2 separate regions of the Pan troglodytes genome follow, and region 2 is linked to region 1. A link is a contact called in public Hi-C data. All regions are on one chromosome and are shown on one strand. The core of a region is the stretch at or near the end of the contact, and the rest is flanking DNA. Distances in the headings are between cores, read along the strand shown.

The links. A called contact is a pair of places that touch in the nucleus more often than the background predicts.
Region 2: a contact with region 1 is called in a Hi-C map of stem cell-derived neural progenitor cells, with 5 times the contacts expected there. The contact joins the promoter of UGCG here to the enhancer-like site in region 1. A contact is called at or near these places in 1 of 7 Hi-C or Micro-C datasets (stem cell-derived neural progenitor cells) and 1 of 1 datasets of contacts at active chromatin or transcription factors (stem cell-derived excitatory neurons).

The regions. Positions count from the first base shown.
Region 1 is chr11:26,402,498-26,409,932 of NHGRI_mPanTro3-v2.0_pri, forward strand. SUSD1 (sushi domain containing 1) reads left to right here. Exons shown (of 16, transcript XM_016961435.4): 12 at 118-304. Among named protein-coding and RNA genes, the nearest start is that of SUSD1, 100 kb to the left of the region's middle. Within about 2 kb of position 3,899, at least 2 of the 24 cell types and tissues checked have an H3K27ac peak or open chromatin away from gene starts, as enhancers often do. A contact at or near this core is called in stem cell-derived neural progenitor cells, where this site is marked.
Region 2 is chr11:26,581,553-26,588,987 of NHGRI_mPanTro3-v2.0_pri, forward strand. It overlaps UGCG (UDP-glucose ceramide glucosyltransferase), which reads right to left and starts at 3,135. Exons shown (of 9, transcript XM_016961429.4): 1 at 2,637-3,135. The coding sequence starts at 2,734.

The DNA of each region.
Region 1 (7,435 bases), core at 2,649-5,148:
AGGCCCCCATCTCAAAAAAAAAAAAAAAAAGAGAAAGAAAAAGGAAAAGGGGAGGTTTCAAGGCATCTAAAGCTTTTTAGGCCAACCATTCATCCAGTGAGCCTTTTTATGTTTCAGTTCCACATTTGGGGCCAGAGATGGTATCAGAAGGAATTTGCCCAGGAAATGACCTTTAATATCAGTAGCAGCAGCCGAGATCCCGAGGTGTGCTTGGACCTGCGTCCGGGTACCAACTACAATGTCAGTCTCCGGGCTCTGTCTTCAGAACTTCCTGTGGTCATCTCCCTGACAACCCAGATAACAGGTAAATCTTGAATAACAGCATTTGGATTAACAAAGTTACCACAGAATTGTTCATAGGTCCTGATAAAGAGGAACACTGTTGCTTTTTATCATTATATAATGAACTTTAACAGGGAGAGGAGGAAGGACGTGGAATTGGAGAGGTGCCTTAAGGCGCCTCTGTGACTGTTATGTTTTATTCTTTTTTCTTTTTTTGAGGCAGGGTCTTGCTCTGTCGCCCAGGCTGGAGTGCAGAGGCACGATCATGGCTCACTGCAGCCTTGACCTGGGCCTAAATGATCCTCCTGCCTCAGCCTCTTGAGTAGCTGGGATTATAGTTGTATAGGCCACCATGCCTGGCTAATTTCTGTATTTTTTGTAGAGACGGGGTTTCACTATGTTGCCTAGGCTGGTCTCGAACTCCTGGGCTCAAGCAATCCACCTGCCTTGGCCTCCCAAAGTGCTGGGATTACAGGTGTAAGCCACTGCGCCCAGCCTGTTATGTTTTATTCTTAAACAGATACCTGATAACCACAGGGGAGGTCTGTGGGGAGGGGGAGGGGGAAGATACCTGAAACAAAATGTCAGCATTGATGAAATGTGGGTAGTGTGTCCATGGTGTTGGTTGTATAGCTTCTGGATATTTAAAGCATTTAAAATACTTTATACTTAAACAAAAAATGCTTGTGGCTGTTTCTTTCTCAGGAATATTTAGTTGGCATCCTGTTGCAAGTACTTTAAGAGTAGATTACTAGCTAGGCGCAGTGGCTCAAACCTGTAATCCCAGCACTTTGGGAAGCTGAGGAGGGTGGATCATGTGAGGTCAGGAGTTCGAGATCAGCCTGGCTGACATGGTGAAACCCCATCTCTACTAAGAATACAAAAATTAGCTGGGTGTGGTGTCAGGTGCCTGTAATCCCAGCTACTCGGGAGGCTGAGGCAGGAGAATTGCTTGAACCCAGGAGGTGGAGGTTGTGTTGATCTGAGATCACACTCCAGCCTAGGCAACAAGAGCAAAACTCCATCTCAAAAAAAAAAAAAAAAAAAAGTAGATTACTATCAGGGGACAATGATTGCAGTCCTCCGGCTATAGGGCCCCAGTAAATTCACTTTCCACTCATTTTCTCCTCCCTCTTCACATCTGTGACCCCCACTTCACACATGCTCTGAGCAAATACTAAGCATATTAGCTTCTTGATTCTTATTTCACTGAGAAATTAGAAGTAGTCAGGTGAGGACTTCCCACGCTCAGCCCTGCCGTTCCTCCTTGCATCCTGTTCTGCCTCCCTTTCTGTCCCTGCTCGTGTGTAAGGCTGCCATCCCCTCAACTTGTGCCTTAGATCCCATCCCTTCTTCCCTGATCAGCACTTCCTCTCAATACAGAATTATCCCCAGCATTGCCTAGCATGTTGCAACATCTTCCTTATGAACGAAAAGAAAGAAAAAATGAGCAGACCTTCTTTGAGCCCATATTTGTCTTCAGCTACTTTGCCTTCTCTCCACCCCTTTCTATAAAAACTCATTGAAAGAAATGGCTGTTCTGTAGGCTCCACAGCCCTACCTCCTGTTCTCACTTTCACTCATCCCACGTGGGAAACATACGTCTTCATTGCTTTACTGAAAGGCTCTTCGTTTGATCTCCGTCTTGCCAAATCCAATGGCCAGTTTTGTTCTTATCTGATTTCTTCGATAGCGTTGACACTCCCTCCCTCTTGAAACCCCCTCTCCCTTAGTTTTGGTTCCTTCTGCCTTGCTGTCCCCTCTCAGTCTTCTTTGCTAGCTCCATCTACTTTTATGACCCCTCTTCAGCCTCCTTTTCTTCATTATCTACCCTTTCTGCTTAGGTGATCTCAACCGGTCTTATGGCTATAACTATTACCTATATGCAGAGGATTTCCAAAGATCAATTTCTAGTCCCAGCCTCTCCTTTGAGCACCAGACTCATATATCCACCCAACTTCTACACATGTCCTATTGAACATCTAATACACAAATCAAACGGAACTTGTGATTTCTCACCTCTGCCCTCGCCCCCAAATCGGTTTCCACCCAGGCTTCTCTGTTTCTATCTGTTACTCTCTGTCTGTTATTGGCATTTCTGTTCACCCAATTGTTCAGACCAAAAACAAGTCCTAATTGGCTCTATCCCATCCCCAAATTTCTAATCTGTCAACAAGCCCTGTTGGCTTGCTGTCTGAAATATATTCTGAATTCCACCACTTCTCCCCACCTGTGCCTTTTCCACAACTACCCTAATCCAAGACAGCCACCTCTTGCTTGGGTTCCTGCTGTAGTTTTCAAACTGGTTTTCTCTTGCCTATATACCTCCCACCCTGGACCTTAGTCTTAGTCTTCACCATAACTTTCAAAAGATCACTCAGCACTCAGAGTGATCTTTTAAAAATGCATTTGGGAACATGTCAGCACCAGCTCAAAACTCTCCAGTGAGTTTCCATTAAAGTTAGAATGGAATCCAAGTTCCTCATCATAGGACATGTCATCTGGCCCCTGCCTACTTCTAATTCATCTCCCCCTGCTCTCCTCCTTTCCCATTAAGCATCAGCTGTCTCCCTGGCCTTCTTGCAGTTCCTTAAATGGGTCAAAGTTTTTCCAGCCTCCAGACTTTTCCATCTGCAGCTCACACTTCCTGGGACACTGTCAACATATGGCGTCTCCATAGTTGTTCAGGTGCCTGCTCAACTGCCATCACCAGCCTCCACGCTAGTACTCTGTATCTACTTACCCTGCTTCAATTTCTTCATAGAGCTTCATATTAATAAAAAATATTAATTATTAGTTTTTAGAGATAGGGTCTCACTCTGTCACCCAGGCTGGAGTGCAGTGGTGCAATCATAAGTCACTGCAGCCTTGAGCCCCTGGGCTGTAGCAATCCTTCTGCCTCAGCCTGCTGAGTAGCTGGGACTATAGGCGCTCACCACCATGCCTGGCTAATTACAAAAGGGATTTTTTTGTTTTTATTTTTTGTAGAGATGAGGGTCTCCCTATGTTGCCTAGGCTGGTCTTGAACTTCTGGCCTCAAGTGATCCTCCCATCTCGCCTCCCAAAGTGCTGAGATTATAGGCATGAGTCTCTGTGCCCAGCCTAGAGCTTGTTTCCTAAAAACTTTTTTTTTTTTTACTTTCCTTCTCTCCCACTAAAATAGAAGCTTCCTGAAGACAGTGATTTTTGTCTGTATGTTTTACATTCAACCCTCAGTGGGTAAGAATGGTACTGATAGATAGCATAACAGCCCAAAATTTTAAAATAACAGCCAGTGGGTGGTATTGGTGCTGAGGAGATGTCTGGTTAGGCAATGAATTCTGGCTACCAGAAAGAATTCCCTGCATTTTGGGCTGGAGAGACAAGTGGTGTTCAGTCTGGGCATTTCTTTCTGTGGTGACTTATTAAAATGAATAGCGACTCCGTCTCCATTTCCTACTCTGTGGTCTTTCTCATATTTGGATGCTGTGCTTTTCTGGTTTGAAGGACCATTGCATATTTTTTTGAGTAAAGGGGAGGGGGTTTCATCTTGATGAGACACTTACTCCTTGTTTGGTAGGCTGAATAGAGCTTTAGTGGCTCAAGTTCCCTCTCTCTGTGCTCATGGCCACCAGGGGACATTGTTGAGCTGTTTAATGTTCATTGAGATGCCTATTTTCCAACTCTACCCACTTTAAAGGATTTGTAATTTTAAAGAAGCATAAAAAAATCAAGTTGCTTTGATCTTATGAAAGAGTTAAAAAAAAAAAAAAACCCAACCCCTTTCTTTTATAAAAGGAGGAAAAAAGAGAAGCTTATGTGTTGATGTGCAGAGATACTCATGGTTGCCTAAGAAGTGTGTGGCCTTATTTCGGTAAAATCATGAACTTTTGAATTTTGGCAGATGTGTTAGGCTAAGGATTTGGGTCTGGACAATGTAGCTGCTCCTTTCCCAGAAGGAAAGAGAGTGGAATTTCCCTTCTGAGTGTCTTACGTTAAATCTTACTGATGGGAACAGGATGAAAACAAGTGCTTTAAATACATCGCTGACCTCAGAGGACAGTGAAGGTTCTAGGAATGTTGAGGGACAGAGGCAAGTGTTTCGGTGAATGCAGGAAAGCAGGGGCTGGCGAGGGGGTGGGTGAGATGGAGCTGTGGCCTCACGGTGTTTCTGACTCTTGGCTGATAGGCTGCAGACGGCACATTGAACTGAATTCTTCAGGATAGCCCCACAGCACGCATCCCCTTTAGGACAGGGTGAGGAACAAACTTTCATCCTTGATGCAGGCCCCAAAGAGTCAGAAGAGCATCCACATGTTGAGTGTGCTATTTTCTTTTTCTTTTTTTTTGTTTTGAGACAGAATTTTGCTCTGTCACCCAGGCTGGAGTGCAGTGGCGTGATCTCAGCTCACTGCAACCTCCACCTCCTGAGTTCAAGCGATTCTTATGTCTCAGCCTCCCAAGTAGCTGGGATTACAGGTGTGTGCCACCACACTTGGCTAATTTTATATGTTTAGTAGAGATGGGGTTTCACCATGTTGGCCAGGCTGATCTTGAACTCCTGGCCTTAAGTGATCCGCCCACTTCGGCCTCCCAAAGTGCTGGGATCACAGGTGTGAGCCACTGCACTGGCCTCCTTCCCTTCCTTTCCCTTTCCCTTTCTTTTTTTGAGACAGTCTTGCTCTGTTGCCCAGGCTCTGTTGCCCAGGCTTGCTCTGTTGCTTACGCAGTGGTGTGATCTCGACTCACTGCAACCTCTGCCTCCCAGGTTCAAGCGATTCTCATGCCCCAACCTCCCAAGTAGCGGGGATTACAGGCACACATCACCAGCCCCGTCTAATTTTAAAAATATATTTTTAGTAGAGATGAGGTTTTGCCATGTTGTCCAGGCTGGTCTCAAACTCCTGACCTCAAGTGATCTGCCTGCCTTAGCCTCTCAAAGTGCTGGGATTACAGGCATGAGCCACTGTCCAGCTGAGTATGCTATTTTCTTGCTAAGTCTAAAAGCTTTGTAGGCAACATTTTCTTATATAGAGAGAGAAAGAGGAAACCAGAGAGGGAAGAGAGAGGAGGATGGGGGTGGGTGGGGGCGGGGTGGGGAAGAGAGAGAGAGAAAGAGAGAGAGAGTGAGCGTGAGAAAGCCAATACACACCTAAATGTGGAGATAAACCAGACCACTTGTCTTACACAACATGGTGATCATTTGAGATGGAATGTTTATTATGGAACCAAGCATGCTGGAGGAGCAAAGGGAAGAAAAGATGAAAAGGAAATTATTTATTCCCATGTCTTCAGTACCAAGGCTGGCAACTTCTTCGAGAAATTTCCCATCTCTCATTGTATTCATAACAAGAAAAAGGAAAGTACTTTTTCAGATGGTTAGGAAAACAACGGAAAACACAGGTGTGTCCCAGGCATTTATCAGATTGTCACTTTATCAGAGAGGTCCAGCCAGGACTGCCCTGATCCTCCCTGCCCCTGCCTCTGACACCGCCCTCCACGATGGGGTGTCCTCAGGGAAGACTGTGCAGGACTAGGTCTCTTGGTTTCTTTTACCGAGGCTTCTCTTTCATGGTTGGTTACCCACAAACCATCCAAGGATGCTGTACCCCTGTGTCCTCAGTGAGAAACCCATCTCCCCTGGCTGGTTCCAAGGTACCACACTTATCCCTGGGGGCCCCCTGGCTCCAAGGGGGCTGAAGCTGCACCACAGGTCAGCAGAGGGACTGGCCTTCAGGCCAGCTGTTTTCCTTTCCAAGTCTTCCTTGGACACAGGCTCTTTTGATATCTGGAGCCCTAACATTAGGTCACGCTAGGAGAGGCATGTTTGCCCTTCCATGCTTCCACAGTCCACGTATTTCTCTCATTCCCAGAAATCTCCCAACTGCTTTCTAGCTTCAAAACAAACCCCAAGCCCCCAAGTAAATGGCTGTGTGGGGATGGGTGTCTCCCAGACCCTCTTGCTACCAGCATCTGAATCTCAGCCAAAGTTAGCTTTTATAAAACATGCATGAGAAGGTATTCTTAGATCAGAAGCCTGGAAACTAGGGTTTCTGTGTGTGTTGGGAGAGGGGGAGGGGCTTGCTGAGCTGTAACAATTTAATTTAGCAAATATTTATTTATTTACTTGTATTTGTTAAAAATGAGATGGGTTGGCCAGGCACGGTGGCTCATGCCTGTAATCCCATCCCAGCACTTTTGGAAGCTGAGGTGGGTGAGTTCGAGACCAGCCTGGCCAACATGGTGAAACCCAGTCTCTACTAAAAATACAAAAATTAGCTGGGTGTGGTGTGGGTACTTGTAATCCCACCTACCTGGGAGGCTGAGGCGGGAGAATCTCCTGAACCCGGGAGGCAGAGTTGCAGTGAGCCGAGATTGTGCCACTGCAGTCCAGCCTAGACAACAGAGTGAGACTCCGTCTCAAAAAAAAAAAAAAAGAGAGAGAAAGAAAGAAATAAAAAAGAATAAAAATAAATAAATAATAAAAGGAGATGTCTTGAGAAGTCACTAGCAAATATTTTTCGATTGGTTATGTACAAAGACCTGTGCTGCCTACTGAGGATGTACACGTGAAAAGAAATTGGTTTCTTCTCCTTGGGAGGTGAAGTCTCATAACTTTATTGATGGAGAAGATATATCTAGCTGATAACTTGTAGTGGAAGACACTATTTTTTCTGTTGCCTTCAATTTTAATTTACCATGCCTTGGATGGGATGATATATCTGGAGAGGTGCCTGAGGATTAGAAAAGAACCATCATGCTGTGTTTATTTTTCTACCTACTTTTTATTATAGAAAATTCAGAAAAGTAGCATTGTACTGGGTTTTTGGGCGGTGGAGTTGTGTTTTAATTCAATTGTTTGTGTTTACTTGAAGTTTGCAGTACAAAGTTGGAGACGTTGCTTAGTTTTGATGCAGATAAAATTTTCTTCCATTTTTGGTTCTTTTTGTTCATTTTGATGGGTTTTACATAGAGACATTTTAACACATTTGTACTTATACTACCCTTTTTCTTTGGTTGATTTAATAGTTTACCTTCATTAGTGATATTAATCTTTTGATAAATATTACAAATTCCTACTCCAAGGCTATTTACTCTTTTGTTTTCTTTTCAATTTTTTTTTGAGACTGAGTTTCATTATGTTGCCCTGGCTGGAGTGCTGTGGCACAATCAT
Region 2 (7,435 bases), core at 1,885-4,384, 180 kb after region 1:
GAAAGGGCAATAGAAGCTTTGAAACATACCCAAGTATAAAGCAGAACTTAGTTTATAATAAAAATATTTCAAAACAGTGGAATAATCAAATAATCATCTGATAAGTAATTCTGGACAAGTCTCTAAATATTTAGAAGAAACTATAATTAGGGCTCTAGCTCTCATATAACAAAGTAAAATACTGGGTGAATTCAGGGTAATATGTGAAAAAATTAAGAAAAAAATACTAAGAGGAAGCAGAGACTAACATATATAATAATTTGGAGGAATAAGGAAGATATAAACATTATAAGAGTTAGAAAATGTAAAAGAAACGGAAAGACCTATCTACCTAAAACACACATGCACACACACTTTTCTCCATGTCAAATATATGTACAAAGTTAAAAGACAAAAAACAGACTGGGGAAAAGAATGCTACATGTGACAGAAAACAACCTTTATATCAGAAAGATGAATTCAGCAACAGATTGCAGCACAGGCAAAGGATTATGAGTATGTAATTTACATCTAAATGTAACTAGCATATAAACATATTTTAAAAGTGCTCAATGTAACTTTAAAGGAATGAAAATAGAAACAGAAAACAGTGAAATGCCTGCTACTTAGTGTTTGTAAGGCAAAATGGGGCCATCATACAATGTTACCAGGACTGTGAATATACATAACATTTCCATGGGGCCAATATGTATCAAAGTTTAAAATGTGCACCACTTCTGGCCCAATAATTCCTCTTTCGGAAATATAACTGAGATCATTTCTCAAAGATGTATGCATATAAATTCATCACAGTGTTGTTTGTAATCTAGATAAATTGGAAACAACCTAAACATCCATCAGTAATAATAAATAAATCTTGGTACCTGGTAAACTAAAATATCATGCATCTATTACAAATGATGTAGAGATCATACAGATATTGACATGCAAAAAACGGTCAAGACATTTTACAGGACAGTTCCATGTGAACAGGGGACTTGTATGTTTGTTCTTCACTCTTCCAGCAACTAGAACAGTGCCTTGCACAAAACGGCTTTTCAATAAACATTTATTAAACACATGAACTTTAAAGCAGGTTACAGAACAATAATCATAATATAGTCCTTTTCTCTCTTCCCTCTTCCCCTCCCTCCTTCTCTCTCTCTCACACACACACACAGATTGGAAGGATAGTCACAAAAGGTTAACAAGGTAATGTAGTTTTGGTGTGTGCATGTTTTAATTTTCTCCATCTCTCTCTATTGCATAAATTCCTTACACAGTAAGCATTTTTTATTTTTATGACGGTAAAAAGTAACAATTTTTTTAAAGAAAAAGAACTCACATATTTTAAATGAACTCCAGAATGTGCTGTGACTAAGCTCACCAACTCCAAAAACTAAAGTCAACAATATCCAAGTGGCATGTTTTCTTTCACTTTCAAAGAAATATCAGTATAACTTGTACCAGCATCATCTTTCTCAGTACCAGGAAATGCCACACTATACTAATAAAATACAGTGTTTCCAAAAGCAAAGGCACACTTTTTCCGCAGTAAAAAGGAAAAAAAAAAAACCCAAAAAACTAAAAGTAACTAATTTCTTAAAGTCTCTTCCACTAACATACACTCTATTCTAGTTCATGGTAACGATTACTATATACAATTGCTCTTTTCTCCCCCCAGACTAAAAATCCAAGTGAATCGATATCAGTAATGTGCTCTATACAATTTTTTCATTTCTTTACAGAGGCAGATTTCACCTTAAACAGTGGATATACCAAACTAGCCACATAACCCATGTCTCTATTCACGCCATCACCCAGTTCTATTTTACTTACACGCTTCGTCACAATCTCATAACCTTATTTAGATTTTATCTGCTCCTTCCTTCTAGAATGTAAGCCCCATGAGGACAGGAATTCTGTCCTGCTCACCACCATGTCCCCTGGCCAATAACAGTGCATGGTATCTAGTAGGCCTCAAGAAGTATTTGTTAAACAAAAATGAAAAGATGTGGCCGGCACGGGGAGAGTACAAATCTACATAAAACAATAAAACGAGGAACTGAAAAAAGGAAAGAAAACCACGCTGAGATGTACAAGCTGACAGGACTCAAAGCTATCATGCCAGCTCGGAGGTTTGGTGGACATTTTTCAGGGTGGACAGGTGCTTCACACCTATCTAAGCGCATAGAGCCCTTCCAGGAAGAAGAAAATCCACAGGGAGGTGTCCAGATAGCTGTGAGCAGCTCCCAGAAAAGTGGACACAATCACCACCCTAACAGAAACGTGGCCCAGGTCGGGAGAAAAAAACAATACACCATACATCTCGGCCCAGATGAAAAATCACACGAATCCCCAGCACAATCAAACCAAGCCACCACCTTCAGCCTGACACGTAAGAGCAGTCTCCTTTAGCCTGGCTGGGCAGTCGCCTGCAACCCAGCAAACCCTTCCCACGCCCAACACTTTTCCCTCGCAAAGACCACCGCCACCGCCGGTCCGAGGGGCGAGGGAACGGGGGGAACAGCCTGACGATCAGCTTTCTCCACCCCCGCCCGAGCCCAGTCCCCTTCAAAGCGCAAACGTTTCCCATTCTCGCCTGTCCCCGAGGCCCGGACCCCTGCCCCGAGCCCCTCCTGCGGTCCCTCACTCACGTGTAGATGATAGCCATGAAATGCATCAGCCACAGCACCAAGAAGAGGACGAAACCGAAGACGGCCATTCCCTCCAGGGCCAGGTCCAGCAGCGCCATCCCCCGGCCCGCCGGCCCGGCCCGGCCCGCTGCGGCCGCCAACACGGACAACGCTCCCGCAGGAGGAGGACAGGGTGGGCGCCCGGTGCGGGGGCGCGGGAGGCGAGAGGAAGGTGGGGAGAGGAAAGGGCGGAGGGGGTGGGGACGGAAGGGGCGGGCAGGGCCTGCGCGCCCCCGCCCGCGCGCTCTCGCCTGCGCGCTGTCTTCGGCGCGCTCGCGGGCGGCTGCGGGTGCTGCGGTCTCCCGGCTCTGGTCGGGGCGACCGCGGCCCCGCGCTCCGGTTCGCCTCTCCCGAGCCTCGCGGCCGCCCACCAGACCCTGCGCGCGGGCACCTCCGCCGCCTCTCCGTCTCGCCGCCGGGCTCCCGGCCGAGCAGCTCCGCCGCCGCAGCTCCGCGCACTAATCAAAACCGGCGGCTCGCGCCCCACTCCTCGGCACGTCCCGCCCCCGGAACCGCGGCGCCCGCCTCTCCCAGGGGCGGTGCCCCCACCGGTCCACGCCCACCCTGTCGCCCGCGCGCCCGCTGCGGCGCCGGCGAGAGCGCGCCGGGGAGATCGTGTCCTGCTGCCCGCAGGACGCAGGCTGGGCTTCCTCCGGCTGCTCGCTCCCGCTGCCGCCCACCTAGGCGGAAAGCGCTGCAGCCCTGGGCCGGGCTCCCTCGGTGTCGGTGGCAGCTCGGGACCCTGTGCCTGGCTGGAGGCTGCTCTCTCTCCGTCTGGCCCTGCTGTTCCTGGGTGCGCCAGAAAAAGACACGGGTTCCGGGCAGCTGCCGGCGCTTGTCTAGAAATCCAACTTCCAACGCCGCGTCTGCAGCCTCCCCGCCGGGCACTGCTACTGCTCGGAGCAGCCAGGCCCTCCAGGCCACGTTCCTGGGCGCAAGGGATGCCCATTGCCTTCCCTCTTACTGCTTTTAATGCTGTGGGATCTTGGATCAAAAGGGACCGGAGAGTAAAATAATCTCCATGCGCCTCACAGATCTCTAAGCGCCTTAGCGACCGTGTGTATTATAAAAAGAAATTCTCAAACTCAGAATTAAAGAATCAGTTGATATTGAAATTCCCTAAGACTGCCATCCAATACGGTAGCCACATGTGGCTAAGTGAGGGTTGGAAAGGCAGCTTGCCACTCTGGAGTAAACAGTACATCAGATGTGGAAGACCATCTCGTTAGTAAATTTTATATTGATTGCATGTTGAAAAGATAATATTTTGGACATATTACATTAAATTAGGTAAATTATTAAGTTAATTTCTCTTTTTAAATACTTTGGCTAGGTACTAGAAAATTTTAATTGTACGTGTGGACAGCACAGCTCTAAAATGGGAAGAAATGTCACTTTGGGTAGTAAGGTAACTAAGTATTTGTCCTAATTTTAAGTCATCCCAAGAAGATGCTAGTACTCAATGTTTGTGTTTCTTCAATCTAGATGAGTTTATACTATTTCTGCATTGTTTTATGTTTATTGTTGCAAGTGATTTCCTTTTAAATAATCCATGACCTCCCTTGAGATATTTCAGAATTGAATTCAATTTTGAAAAGAAGTTGTGGCTGGGCGCGGTGGCTCACACCTGTAATCCCAGCACTTTGGGAGGCGGAGGCAGGTGGAGCATGAGGTCAGGAGTTCAAGACCGGCCTGGCCTAGATGGTGAAACCCCGTCTCTACTAAAAATACAAAGAATTAGCTGGGCGTGGTGGCAGGCGCCTGTAATCCCAGCTACTCCGGAGGCTGAGGCAGAGAATTGCTTAAACCTGGAGGGGCGGAGGTTGCAGTGAGCCGAGATCGCGCCACTGCACTCCAGCCTGGGCGACAGAGCGAGACTCTGTCTCGAAAAAAAATAGATGAATTTAAAAAAAAGAAAAGTTGTTTATTATTGCTGTTTATGGTAGTTAATAGTCACTGAATGATCTACCTCAATCTGCAATTAAATGACAAACTACAACTAGAAGAGTTAATGTCCGAACCATTCCTCGATTAACATCCTTGGCTCCACTGGTGCAGAATCAGTGGGAAAGAACAATGTTTCAAAATCAAATTCCCACTGTTGAGAGTTACTGGCTGATAAAAATAGCAGGATGGAGGGCCAGGCGCAGTGGCTCATGCCTGTAATCCCAGCAGTTTGGGAGACTCAGGTAGGAGGATTGCTTGAGGCCAGGAGTTTGAGACCAGCCTGGGCAACATGATGAAACCCTGTCTCTACAAAAAAAAAAAAAAAAAATTAGCCAGGCATGGTTATGGCACCTATAGTCCCAGCTACCGGGAAGGCTGAGGTGGTAGGATCACCTGATCCTGGGAAGTGGCGGCTGCAGTGAGCTGTGATCGCACCACTTAACTCCAGCCTGGGTGACAGTGAGTCCCTGTCTTAAAAAAAAGTGGAATAGAATTCTAACATCGAAATGACGTTCCAAACAAAAATTTACGATTGTAGTTAATTCTAAGGCACACTTCAAAAAAACACTTTAACAAATTTTAATTTCTCTGAAATGGGAATGCATCTCACAGTCAATGCCATCTTAGAGTTAATTGGCGTTTTTCCTTTTTTTTTTTTTTTTGAGGTGGAGTCTCGCTCTGTCGCCAAGGCTGGAGTGCAGTGGCGTGATCTAGGCTCACAGGAACCTCCGCCTCCTGAGTTCAAGCAATTCTCCTGTCTCACCCTCCCCAGTAGCTGGGACTACATTTGCACACCACCACACCCGGCTAATTTTTGTGTTTTTAGTAGAGACGGGGTTTCACCATATTGTTCAGGCTAGTCTCGAACTCCTGACCTCGTGATCCACCTGCCTCGGCCTCCCAAAGTGCTGGGATTACAGGCGTGAGACACTGTGCCCAGCCAATGGCTTGTGGTTTTCTTTTACTCAAATATAAAATAATAGTGCATCTCAGTGATATATAAAATAATGCTGCATCTTATCATTAAATGCCCTCTTAGATTTGAGGAACACCAATTGCTTAATTTAAGCATTGTTTTATATTCTGCATTTTTTCAAAAATGTTTTCTGGAACCTTACAACAAAGGGTTTTATATAGTATGACCAGTAACACAAAAAAAGAGGCCAAAGAAATGTGAAAGTAGATATTCTTAAGAGTTAACAAATTTGCTAAATTGAGTATAATCAGTAGATTAAAGATCAGTTATATTATACTTGACCCTAGTTAAACTATGTTTACCCAAACTTCGTTTTAAAACAGCTTTAGAAAAGGGAAGAGTACGAAGACAGTATAAAGATCTGTGGTTGCCATGGAGCAGAGGAAAGAGGGACAAATAGATGACAGGATTTTTAGGGCTGTGAGTGAAACTATTCTGTATGATCCTATAATAGTGTATACATGTCATATATTTGGCAAACCCCGTAGAAAATACACCACCAAGAGCGAACCCTAATGTAAGCTATGGACTTTAGGTGATAATGGTGTGTTAATGTAGGTCCATCAGTTGTAACGAATATGGTGCTCTGGTGCAAGATGTTGATAGTGGAGGAGGCTGATGGAGGGAATGGCAGTGGGTATATGGGAACCTTCTGTACTTTCTGCTCAGTTTTGCTGTGAACCTAAAACTACTCTAAAAAGTAAATTCTTAAAAAAAATTAGTGAGTGTTCCACTAAAGGTGTTCTATGTATATATGTATACAAATATGTGTATAACATTGGAAATGCTATAAATGTCTGAATAAGATATACCAGTTTGCGGCTGGGCGCGGTGGCTCAGGCCTGTAATTGCAGCACTTTGGGAGGCCAAGGTGGGAGGATCTCAAGCCAGCCTGGGCAACATAGCGAAACCCTGTTTCTACAAAAAATAGAAAAATTAGCTGGGCGTGGTGGCAGGCAACGTGGTAAAACCCTGTTTCTACAAAAAATACAAAATCTAGCCGGGCATGGTGGTGGGTACCTGTAATTCCAGCTACTTGGGAGGCTGAGGCAGGAGAATCACTTGAACCTGGTAGGCAGAGGTTGCAGTGAGCCAAGATCATGCCACTGCACTCCAGCTTGGGTGCCAGAGCGAGACTCTGACTTAAAAAAAAAAAAAATTACCAGTTTGCCATCAGATCCCAGGATTTAGCACCTTGTGGGCACTTAAATATTTGTTGACTGAATGAATAGATAAAATGTTTATTTATCCATTGACAGAAGTCACTGGAAAAATTTCAGTGACTTCTGAAATTTTCTGGAAAAAATTTCTGGAAAAATTTCTCAGCTTTCTCCTTTGTCTGTAAAGATTTTTAAATGGTTTTTCGTTGTGAGAAAAATACACATTAACTTCCATACCTCCTCCTTTATCTTATAAAATTAAGCTAAAGAGTTAGAGTAATTACATATTAGTTCAACTAATCACGTCCTGAAGACCTGCTCCAAAGCCCATACTCTACTTGACAGTCAACAACATAATTTTCGTCTCAATATCACATATTTTCCATCTTTGTCACTGTTATAAATAATTTTTCATGTAAACATTTTAAAGATCACAATCCAGTTTTCTATGGTGAGTGTATTATTATTTTTAAAAGATAGGCATACTGTAAATTTTCAGCCCTATAAAAACTTAAAAAATAAGGTGAAAACAAGGTGATCCTCCAGAAATTGAGTAAATTTGAAGTTTCATAAACAAAGAATCAATTGACATGAAATTTGTGGTGCTAATGCCAAGAAAAAAGTAATTCTTGTCTTTTTTCTAAACATGTTTAGAATTAAGTAGAAAAATACCTTAA